Linked DNA regions of Mus musculus: all the other regions are linked to region 1. Evidence: chromatin contacts called from public promoter capture Hi-C data. All regions are on one chromosome and are shown on one strand. The core of a region is the stretch at or near the end of the contact, and the rest is flanking DNA. Distances in the headings are between cores, read along the strand shown. Region 1 holds the start of Srebf1 (sterol regulatory element binding transcription factor 1). Region 2 holds the start of Iba57 (IBA57 homolog, iron-sulfur cluster assembly). Region 3 holds the start of Mrpl55 (mitochondrial ribosomal protein L55). Region 4 holds the start of Trim11 (tripartite motif-containing 11).

Evidence for each region. Promoter capture Hi-C pulls out the DNA fragments that hold promoters and counts their contacts.
Region 2: a contact with region 1 is called in a promoter capture Hi-C map of stem cell-derived epiblast-like cells, with 2.1 times the contacts expected there. The contact joins the promoter of Iba57 here to the promoter of Srebf1 in region 1.
Region 3: a contact with region 1 is called in a promoter capture Hi-C map of pre-B cells, with 2.1 times the contacts expected there. The contact joins the promoter of Mrpl55 here to the promoter of Srebf1 in region 1. A contact is called at or near these places in 2 of 39 promoter capture datasets (liver and pre-B cells), 1 of 484 Hi-C or Micro-C datasets (CD4 T cells) and 1 of 115 datasets of contacts at active chromatin or transcription factors (pancreatic cancer cells).
Region 4: a contact with region 1 is called in a promoter capture Hi-C map of liver, with 5 times the contacts expected there. The contact joins the promoter of Trim11 here to the promoter of Srebf1 in region 1. A contact is called at or near these places in 2 of 39 promoter capture datasets (liver and pre-B cells) and 1 of 115 datasets of contacts at active chromatin or transcription factors (pancreatic cancer cells).

The regions. Positions count from the first base shown.
Region 1 is chr11:60,219,295-60,221,994 of GRCm38.p6, forward strand. It overlaps Srebf1 (sterol regulatory element binding transcription factor 1), which reads right to left and starts at 1,333. Exons shown (of 19, transcript NM_011480.4): 1 at 1,159-1,333. The coding sequence starts at 1,249.
Region 2 is chr11:59,162,476-59,165,189 of GRCm38.p6, forward strand. It overlaps Iba57 (IBA57 homolog, iron-sulfur cluster assembly), which reads right to left and starts at 1,270. Exons shown (of 3, transcript NM_173785.6): 1 at 876-1,270. The coding sequence starts at 1,216.
Region 3 is chr11:59,200,976-59,203,742 of GRCm38.p6, forward strand. It overlaps Mrpl55 (mitochondrial ribosomal protein L55), which reads left to right and starts at 1,511. Exons shown (of 4, transcript NM_001302336.2): 1 at 1,511-1,684. 2610507I01Rik (RIKEN cDNA 2610507I01 gene) reads right to left here and starts at 1,456. Exons shown (of 3, transcript NR_037964.1): 1 at 1,149-1,456; 2 at 518-604.
Region 4 is chr11:58,976,695-58,979,394 of GRCm38.p6, forward strand. Trim11 (tripartite motif-containing 11) reads left to right here and starts at 1,399. Exons shown (of 6, transcript NM_053168.2): 1 at 1,399-1,950. The coding sequence starts at 1,546.

The DNA.
Region 1 (2,700 bases), core at 83-2,582:
TCATTCCTCTTAAGTGTCTAGCAGTTTTTGTTCTCCGCCCCCCCCCCCCCAGACAGGGTTTCTCTGTGTAGCCCTGGCTGGCCTCGAACTCAGAGGTCCACCTGCCTCTACCTCCTAAGTGCTAGGATTAAAGGCATGTGCCACCACTGCCCGGCAGGTGACTAGCAGTAACTCCAAGCTTTGATGGCACATTTAGGTCTCTGATGAGGACGTAGGCACAGCAGTCCAAGGCTGTGTTGGATATAAAAAACAGCTTAGGTGTCTATCAACAGAGCATCAGGGGGCACAATCTACTGTAATCCCACAGGCCCCATTGTAGTTGTAGACACACAGTCATGATTATCTGGGGTGGAGGAGGATGTGGAGCAGCCTTAAACGAGCAAGAGAAATATAATGTTTTGAAACTGCTAACAGCCACCAGAGATCGTTGAACAGTCCACCTAACATGGATACATATCTTATAGTAACAATGACTTGCTGGGGTTTTTTTCTTCTCCAGATCCGCCGCCACTCCTTCCCTCCGCCCAATTGGTAGTTGTTGTTGACATGGGAGATGAATCATACTGAGCGAGTTCAAGTGATGTTTTAAAGGATCTAAGTGGCCTGGGGTGTGGCTCAGCGCAGAAAGCCTGTTAATATGTTCTAGAATCCGAGTTACTGCCCCAGAATCACAAAATTTGAAAAATATTCTAGAGAGCACCTTCTCTCTTCTATCAGATTTCCAATTCCTCAAACTCAGGTCCCGCCTAAAGGGCCTTTGCCTCCCCCTCCGCCTAAAAAGTATCTTTCCTTTCCGGTGAGGGGGCTGCTCCTTAGCTCTAGTGCACTCAAAGAGACCTCCCTGACCTCAATCCAAAGTAGCCAGATGCTTGCAAGCCAAGGTAAATGCAAATATCGGTTCGTGGACTTTCTTGGGAATTTTGGTGAACTCAAGAAATGAGAAACCCCGGGTCGGCCTGTGAACTGTACACAGGACCAGGCTTGAAGTTGAGTGGATACTCAGCGTGTCCAGAAACCTAGCCCACTGCGGTCCGGAAAGCTCAACCCTAGATCTCAGGCGCCAGATCGCGCAGTGCGCACGCGCCAAAGTTCCCGGCCAAGCGCCCTCGCCGGACGTGCGACCCTGCACAGGCCGCGCCGGAGCCCCGGGACACGCACCTTCGATGTCGTTCAAAACCGCTGTGTCCAGTTCGCACATCTCGGCCAGTGTCTGTTCCAGAGCCGCCTCACCGAAGGCCAGCTCGTCCATGGCGCCGGCGCCCACCCGGCTTCGGACTAGGCCCACGTTAAGGAAAAGTTCCCCGGAAACTGGGTTCCGCGGGCGGAGCCACCTGAGCGGAGGGGCGGGGTTTCCCATCAAGCCCCGCCCACCAGCCTGCATCCTGACAGCTCGCCTAGCGGGTTGAGACTGCCTGCCCGAGCCTGGTTTCTAGCAATCTCCTGCGGGTGCACAGGCACTGGGCCTTGGCTTCTTCTGTATCAGGCCAAGGGAGGGACCGAATGGAAGCCACAGGACTAGACCCAGCCCAGACATCGTTAGATTAAAGGGCCAGGGATGGGGGGCCCAGCATGAGGGTGGGAGCAGAGAACAGAAAACTCACTTCCTAGTCTTGCTGTTTAGAACCAGACAGTCCTGGGTCCAAAATACAGCAGATACAGGCCTGCAGTGGGGCCCCTCCACTATGTGCCTCTGTTTTCCTCATCTGTAGCCAGGGTCCAATTATCTATGAGCCAGCTGAGAGGTTAGAGAAGCATGGCCCATAAGACCTGTCCACCCTCTCAGCTTAGAAGTCTAGAAGTGGGCCTCCAGAGGAGAAGAGTTCTCAGGCAGAACCTGCAGGAGGAGGGGGTGGCTGGAACTTCTGATCTTGTCTTAATCCTATCAGTCCTACCATTGGAGCAGAGAGGACCTGAAGGGCCAGTGGGCTCGTACTACTCCTATAGAATGACTTGTGTCTCCAAAAGGATCTAGAAAAAGTGTGAATCTCAAAGTCAAGAAGGGATTCTGTGAGCCAGGCATGGTGGCACACTCTGTTAATCCCAGCACTTGGGTGGCAGAAGCAGGTAGGTTTCTGAGTTCGAAGCCAGCATGATCTACAGAGTGAGTTTCAGGACAGCCTGGGCAATACAAAGAAACCTTGTCTCAAGATACCAAAAAGAAAGAAGAGAAGAGAAGAGAAGAGAGAAGAAAAAAGAAAAAAAAGAAAGAATTCTGTAACAGAGGTCCTGAGGACCTGAGCCCAGCTACTGGGTCATATGTGACCTGGGGCCAGGCCAGGTGCCTGAATAAAGACTGAAAAGTGAACCCTGGGCCCTGTGACTTAGGAACAGGTAAAGCAAGGGAGGGAGGAGAGGTTCTTCGGCGTGGATTGAATAGACCATTCTGGCCCACAGGTGATGCAAGTTGGGAGGCAACGGCAGAACCTACGAGTCAACCAGGGAGGGTCAGGGCCCCAGGCCGCCCAGAAGCTGCCTTGCTCAGACTGCAGATACCTCGGCTGCTTTCACCTCCCAACCAATAGAGTTAGTTGGGGCAAGGAGGGAGGGTGTGCCTGGGCTTCACCAGGACACATTTTTGTTCCTTTCTCAGAGGAGCTGCTAGAAAATTACACAGGAGTTGGCAGGGCTATAAAACGCACATGGAGCCCTTGCTTTGGGGTCACCCTGCCATGTCCCACCATCAGAAGACACCCGGTTTTC
Region 2 (2,714 bases), core at 20-2,519, 1.1 Mb before region 1:
TTCTCATCCACCACTCTCATCCTGGAATAGCTACCCTCAGGGGTTCAGGAACTGTTCTCCAGATATGAGGATTCCCCATATACTCCCAATGAGCATCTAGGGGCTACTGAAGAGGCTCACCAAAAACCAACTTGGAAAGACACCGGGTAGCTGAGACAGGCAGCCAGGCCTGGACTTTGGTAGGAGTCAAGGGACAGCTCAGGGACAGGATAGGGAGGGCGGGTCTTCACATGCCTACTAGACAATGCTGAGACTTCACGACTTAGATCCTATAAAGGTGAGCAGCTGAAGACTCAATGCTATAGACGCAGGCCCTGCCCAGACTGGCCAGCAAACACTATTTACAGTCACAGTCAGGTCTGCTGTATAGATAATGAGACCATACAGGCAAACAGCTGGCACTGCAAAGAGGAACCAGAAATAAGGGAAAAACTGGATTCTCAGAACACTGGGACAATCTGTCACTGTGGAGAGGCTGTGCAGAGAGTGGCTTTTTGAATAAAGTCCCACGAACCAGCGAAATCTTTCTAAGAAGTGAGGAGGGAGGGACAAAGCTGAAGCACCCATCTTGAAAATAACTCCAGAAGCTTCTGACTTGACTGGTTGGGGTCCCAGGCACAACGCTCTGTGCAAGTAACTAGCGCAACCTGGATGCCTTCCATGGGACATCCGCCTCTAGGTGACCCCTTCCCTAAGTCTAGATTGTCCTCAGAAAGTCATTTCCAGAATAATCTAATTATGCCTCTTCCCAAGGGTGTCTAGCCAGTATTCCCTAGAAATCTTATCCTGGACATCCTTCCTGGGATTCTGGAGGTCTGCTCCCTCAGCACTCTAACGACCCTACTGCCCCGCCCTGCTGCCCCGCCCAAGCTCACCCATACAGAATGACGTCATAGAGCGTGCGTCCCTGCACATTCAGGAAATGGGCATACGCCGCACGCGCAGAGGGCTGAGCCGCGCCGGTCGGAGGCCCCGAAAGCGGCAGCTCATTGGTCGATAGTCCCAACAGGAAGGGTGCAGCGTCCGGGCCGCGCACGCGCACTAAGGCGCGCCCGTCCAGCCGGAAGCAAGTCCAGGCCACACCGTCCGCGGGGTTGCTGCCAAGAAGGCCAAAGCCACGGGCTAGGCAGTGACTCGCGGTCCCGCTCAGCCGCCAGTGCCAAGCTGGGCTTCTGCGCCCCACAGCCGCGCCCCGAAGCAGCGCCACCGCTGCCATCTTGGGCGCTAAGTGAAGGCGGGCACCACAGCGGCCCCGGGCGGCGGCGGCGGCGGCGGCGGCTGGCGACGCGCGTGCGTGGGGGGGAAAGTGGGCGGGACCTCAGCCAGTGGATGGGTGCGCAAGCCCAGATAAACACCAAGGCTAGAGCCACCCGGTGACCCTTTCCTTAGTTGGCTCCTGGTCAAACCGCTTGTGGTCGTGGTAAATAAGTAAACATGAAATCTGCCATCTTACCTCGGTCCTGGTGTGCAATCCCAGCCAGCCTCTCGGGGGGCAGAGGCAGGAGGATGCGTGTTCAAGACCTGCCTGTGCAACTTAAAATGAATATCCTGTCTCCGAATAAAAAGTTGAAGATAGATAGCTCAGTGGTAGAGCATTTCCTAGCAGGCAGGAAGCCATGGTTCCCATCCCCAGTACTGCCCAGAAAAAAAGGAGGAAAAAAGTTAGGCATTTCCTTGTTCACGGTTAAATACGAACAGTATAAAATGTATTATCTTCACCACTGTTACTTTGTTATTGCTATACTAAACATGACCAAAAGCAACTTGGGAAGAAAAGGGGTTCACTTCATTTGAAAACTCTCAGGTCACACCCACTTACAGAGAGAACTCAGGGCAGGAACTGAAGCAGAAGCCCTGGAAGAGGGCTCTTACCGGCCAGCTTCTGATGGCTTGTCCAGCCTGCTTTTTGATACGACCCAGGAGCACCTGTCCACAGTGAGCTGGGCCCTCTCACATCAGTCATTGATGTGATATAAGCCAAGACCTGTTTAGAGGCCAAGCTTATGGAGGCGTTTTCTGAATCTTCCCAGATATCGCTAGGCTTGTGGCAAGTTGATGAAAGCCAGCCAGCGAGACCACTTTTAGTGCATTTATATCGGCATTGTTCAAACGGCTGCGCAGCCCTCACTATCATCCAACTCCAGAACTTTTTATCTCCCAATCATCCAACTCCAGAACGTTGACTCCTCCCAGAACACACACTCAGCCGCTGGTGCCCACAGTTGGCTTTCTGCCCTTGTGGGTTGGAAGCCTCTGAGAACCAGTGCCTGTCCTCTTGCACCTGGCTCTCTTCATGGAGCACCCATCCTCAGTATAGCACGTATCAGAATTCCCTTCCCTTTTTAAGAATTGTATTTTATAGCTGGGCATGGTGGCACACACCTTTAATCCCAGCACTTGGGAGACAGAGGCAGGTGGATTTCTGAGTTTGAGGCCAGCCTGGTCTACAGAGTGAGTTCCAGGACAGCCAGGGCTATACAGAGAAATCCTGTATCGAAAAAAAATTTTTTTATTACGGTAATGCCTACCTTTCCCTATGTGCTGAGCTGGCAACGGGTACTTGGGAGGTCTCCAATTCTTGGAGCCAGGAAAAGTGTTGCTATGAAAACAACTACACGGATGTCTCTTTGAGTCCCTGTTCTTGGGTCTTTGGGGCATACTGGATCATATTGCTACCAGGGAAACTGGAGTTCCTTTTGTGTGTTCTTAGTCTT
Region 3 (2,767 bases), core at 261-2,760, 1.0 Mb before region 1:
GCTCTATTCTTTTCTCCCTCCACTCTCCAACCTGCAACATATTTAAGACAAAAATTTCTTTATTATCACTGTATTCGAAGATATTTCCGGTCCCCTTAACTGGGACAACAGACAGAACCTCAAACAGTGAAAATGAGTCTCAAGACTTAGTGATCGATTCAGTGGAGAAAGGAAGACACATCTGAGGTCTCAGAGCCTCATAGACTCAAAGCAAACCCACCACCAGGTGTGTGATGCCCCCATCACCTGTCCCCCAAACTGAGTACCCTCTGCTGGAACTCGCTGACCTAATACATCACTTTCAGCAGCACCCAGAGGACTCCCTGCCATCTGCCCTGACAGGACGACTCAACAAGAGGACTGCTTACAAGAGAAGCAGAAAAGTTTACCAGCCCTTCCTTCAGACAATGCCAATGCCACTCCTCAGCCTTTGCCAGAGCTCACTGGCTGATAGATCACCTGACTTTGTAAGGTGGCTAGAGAGTCCTCTTCGGAAATTCTATAGGCACCAGCTTACCGTCGCAAGAGTTCCCTGCTTTCTGGTGCCTGATAACGACATTTGCAGGCCATTATGTGAGATGAGCTCCAGAGGCTGGCTGCCAGGCTGCAAAAAAACAAAAAAGCAACAAACAAACAAACAAACCCACTTCTCCTTGTGTCCCTTGTAGACCCCCGACTACATGCTGGATAGCCCTAGGAGGAGACAGGGAACTAAATTGATCAGTGCAACCCAAGAGGGACGATGGTAAAAGACAAGTAACTCAGGAAAAAGCAGAAATGGGGAAGGAAAAAGATCTGCCACAATGTCGCCAGGGGCGAAATGTGGCAACGTCCTCTAAAGGCAGCACATAAGTAAGTTTGTGTAGTCATCCTGAGAAACTTTGTGGAGAGTCCTGCAGCTTGCACAGCAGCGCACCTCCAGGGCTTACAATAAACCGCTGCCATAAGCTCAAAACGGCGGAGAGCTTCAGGACCACTCACGAGACACTAGTGGGGTCCTTGAAAGTCCTGTGCTCTTTGGTTCTGAAGAGCCGACTGTTCTCTAAAGATATTCCTCACGAGTGACTCCAACTCCTTCACCTTAGCTGTTTTGCCAACCCAACTTGGCACTTGGATGTTCCACCGCGAACCCAAGACAAGCCATGTACCTGCGGAAAGGGGTCACGGGCGACTATCAGATCCGGAGCAAACCTTGAGAACAACCAGGCATGGAAACTTAGGGACCGCCCAGCGGTGCATAGCAATGCTGTCTGGCTTCCGTCCAGGCACTGCACAGCGTTGTGCTGCCTGCACCCCAGAAAGTCACAGAATTCCGACGGCCTCCCGCCCACACTCTCTGGCCTTGGGTAGTCCGTCGACCTAGCCTACTTCAGTTTCGCCACCCGCAGCGACGCCAGAACCTGGACAACTAACCAGAAACCCCACCCCCACCCCACCACGAGAGCTGGCTCCAACCACGCCCACCTGGCCTTACTCCGCCCTTAATGGGGACGGCCGCCCTGCGCTCCGTGGCGTCATCACCGCGCGCCGCGGGCGCCTTCAGGACATCTGGGTTATGGTGAAGGATTATCATCTACAGTGACGGGACGGGTTCCCTGTGTGGCCCTGCGTGGCTCGGCCTCAGTTTCCCACCTATCGAGTAAAGTTCTGCACGGCGGGTCTACGAGGTCTCTCCCACGCTAAGGTAGCGGCTGCAGGTTGGCGTTTCTTGGGTGCCGGCAGCAACCGGCCCCAACACTGAGGGGTAAATGGGAGAGCGACTTGCGCGTCGGGTGGATAAAATGGGAGGGGACGTCTGCACAGACGACCCCGGGTCTAGTCGACGTGGCTAGAGAGGATAAGGACCCGAACTTGGGACATTGACCAGCGGGATCACCTCTTTCGAGGCAGTGGTACCCTACCCTGCGGTTCCCTCCTTAGGTGGGAACTTTCTAATCTCTGCGCACGCCCACAGGTTCTATCTTGCTGAGTGTGGGACGCTCTACTTCTACCTGCCGGACCACTTCTGGCATTGAAAGTAGCTTCTTTTCCCGTTTGTAAGCGGAGTTTATAATAGTCTTCTCACAGTATTGCTATGGAAACTAAAAGGATGTTAAAAAGAAAGTGAACCAAGCACTCCACACTTACCCCGCACAAGAGGGTTGTGGTTCCATAAACTTCTGGAATTGGGTGGGCCTCTGTCCCATTGAAAACTGCCTCAGTCTTTTAAGGATAGAACCCTGGTAGCTGCTGTAAAAAGCCTCCAAAAGGACTTTCTAATCTGAGGCCAGAGGGCTAGTAGGATAAACTGGCAAGTGACACACACCCAATCTCTTTTTTTTTTTTTTTTTTTTTTTTGATTTTTCAAGACAGGGTTTCTCTGTATAGCTCTGGCTGTCCTGGAACTCACTCTGTAGACCAGGCTGGCCTCGAACTCAGAAATCCACCTGCCTCTGCCTCCCAAGTGCTGGGATTAAAGGCATGCGCCACCATGCCTGGCCTACACCCAATCTTCTTTATTGAAGAATCCAAACCACATATTGAAGATAACTTTTTTTAAATTGAGTCTGTATTGAACATAAGGGTTTTTTGTTTTCTAAACAAAACAGGTGAAAAAAACGGTTATATGGTGTTTGTAAACCCTTAGGTTCACTTCAGTTTTGTTTTTTTTTAATTAATTAATTTATTTATTATTTGTAAGTACACTGTAGCTGTCTTCAGACTCCACAGAAGAGGGCATCAGATCTCATTACGGATGGTTGTGAGCCACCATGTGGTTGCTGGGAAT
Region 4 (2,700 bases), core at 149-2,648, 1.2 Mb before region 1:
TCTTCTAAGGCCTGTAACCTACATCTTCCAGTCTTCTCCTTATCTAAGTTTGCTTTCTTTTGATCTCTCTTTAAAAAGATATAGAAAATTTGTTATCGTTACTGAAAAAAATTATTTATATGCTGATAACTATAGCAAAAATTATACAGACTCTAGATGCCCTGTGCCACTGAGTTCTTTCCATTTTTATCATAGAAGATATTTTCCCTTTAATCTCTATCTCCTTAAAAACTTCGATTTACCAACTTAAACTATATTTGTCTACGATGTTTTATATTTAGTCTCTTTCCTCTTTTATTGTTTTCAAACTTAATACCTTACCGGTTCAGAAGTTTGGGGCTTTTTAGTCCCATAGCCGCTGCGGGAAAATGTTCCTTTTGTTCTTTAGTGCGTCTGCAGGCTCCACAGACCAGCAAGTGTCTACGGTGGCTAACTTCAACCCCTCAGCTCAGTTCAGGAGGCTGCCCCCATTGTTTCCATCTTTCTGCAGGCCCTTCCGACCTGCTGCTCGAGAATGGCTTTAGGTCTTTACCTGCAGCCACCGGCTGAAAGCCAGGCCTATGTGCCCCAGCTCTGGATCGCAAACTGCGCTTGGTTCGTGCAGCTCTGAGAAGCTGCTCGCCTGCGGGCCACGCCAGAGGCTCGTGGCCGGCCGCTGCCTGACTCAGCAGCCGCGGGAGTGCTAGACCCGGGCCGCTGCAGACGCAGGCTGGAGTGCGTTCCGGCTCGCTACCCAGTTGCTTATAGACGGCCGCTCAAGCGCTCAGCCCGCCGCTACGGGAAATCTTACGGGAGAGAAGCCGTGCCTGGCTTTCTAGTTTAGCACTCGCTGTCCACAACTTTTCTAAGTTGCTGGCCCCAGCAACGTCAGATACACTCGCGGCAGAAGTTGTGGCCGCAGACGGTCACCACCATAAGCTTTGACTGTTTCCTGATTCGTGCATAATCATCCCGTTATTCTAAGTTCTGCCACACGTGGCTGGTTACCTGGTTCTCAGTTTTTGCTGCTATCTCCATCAGCGTTCTGGGGCCAAACTTGCGTCGGTGTCGATCCCGGCATCCACCCCGGCCCCTCTCTTTTCCAGGCATCACACCTTCTAATTTCCTGCCTAAGCTCACTGGCCATTGTATTGACCGGAGAAAGGTTTACACAGTGCACAAGAGATTAGCTACAGAACCCATGGCCAAAGTTTGCAGCATCCGGATCTTGGGGTGCGGGGACACCACCTGCGGAGACTTGTCACCGCAAGAGAGGCGAAAATGCGATCTCTTGCACTATAATTCGATTCCGACCCCGAGCCCCGATACACAGCGGCCAACCCAAGAACAAACGGGTTCTAAAAAATAATAAAAACTAGCTTCCTGCTTCCGCTGTGGTTTCTCTTCCGGCGGAAGTCTGAGAGCTTAGTGCCGGATGTACCCACTACCCAGGAGGCTGAGAGTGCCGCTACCTGCTCCTGGCCCGTTCCCACTGCGCTCTCGCGGCGGAGTTGCCCGATCCCGGTGCACCACGAAAAGCTCGATCCAGGCGCAGACGCCAGCACCATGGCTGCCCCAGACTTGTCCACCAACCTCCAGGAGGAGGCCACCTGCGCCATCTGCCTGGATTACTTCACCGACCCGGTGATGACCGACTGCGGCCACAACTTCTGCCGCGAGTGCATCCGACGTTGCTGGGGCCAGCCCGAGGGCCCATACGCGTGCCCCGAGTGTCGCGAGCTGTCGGCGCAGAGGAACCTACGGCCCAACCGCCCGCTCGCCAAAATGGCAGAAATGGCACGACGCCTGCACCCGCCTTCTCCGGTCCCGCAGGGCGTCTGTGCGGCGCACCGCGAGCCGCTGACCACCTTCTGCGGCGACGACCTCAGCCTGCTGTGCCCCATCTGCGAGCGTTCGGAGCACTGGACTCACCGGGTGAGACCGCTGCAGGAGGCGGCGGACGACCTCAAGGTGCGTTCCATTGGGTGCAGCCGGCCAGTGCCCGGTGCGAAGGGATGTCCCGTTACTGCCCTGCCCTGAGTTGAGGAAGTGTGAGTTACAGTTAACTTGATCCTGTGACGGGGTCGGGATTGTAGCCTGTCTTATTCCAGGATGAGATGCACGTGCATTCTGGGGAAAACCGGGTGTTGGTAGTCAGTCCAGACTCAGCTTGGAGAGCTTGTGAAGGGGCCCGCTGTCAGATCAACAGTTTGGCCTGTGTCAGAGTTGATACTCTGCCAGTGTGTCCCCATCACTGCATGAACTTGGGTGACCAGAATAAACCAGGCACCAAGTCTCCTTTACTTTGGACTTTAGCACAAAGGTGAACTTATAAACTTATAAACTTAAAAAGCTTATAAACAGAGATCGTCCCAGTAATTTTTCATTTCGTTTCGTCCATACCCGGTTTACCGATGATTGGTTGGCAGGTTTACCCCCCTGCCACCAAACCCCTTAATGGTGCTGAAAGAGACCCACATCTCTCCACGAATGACATGATAAGCCCTGAAGGGACAACACTAAAGCTGCTCTATTGCCAAAAAAGAAAACCTTTGTCCTCTGTCCTGTTAAGTTCACTGTCTGAACAACAGACAAGACAGATCAGCTTAAGTAACACTAAGTTTCTCTTGCATAGGGGTTCACACAAGAAAAGAGAAAGAAAAGCTCAGAGAAGCAGTTACCCTTAGGCCTTTTATCCCAAAAGGTGTGGAGTTACCAGAA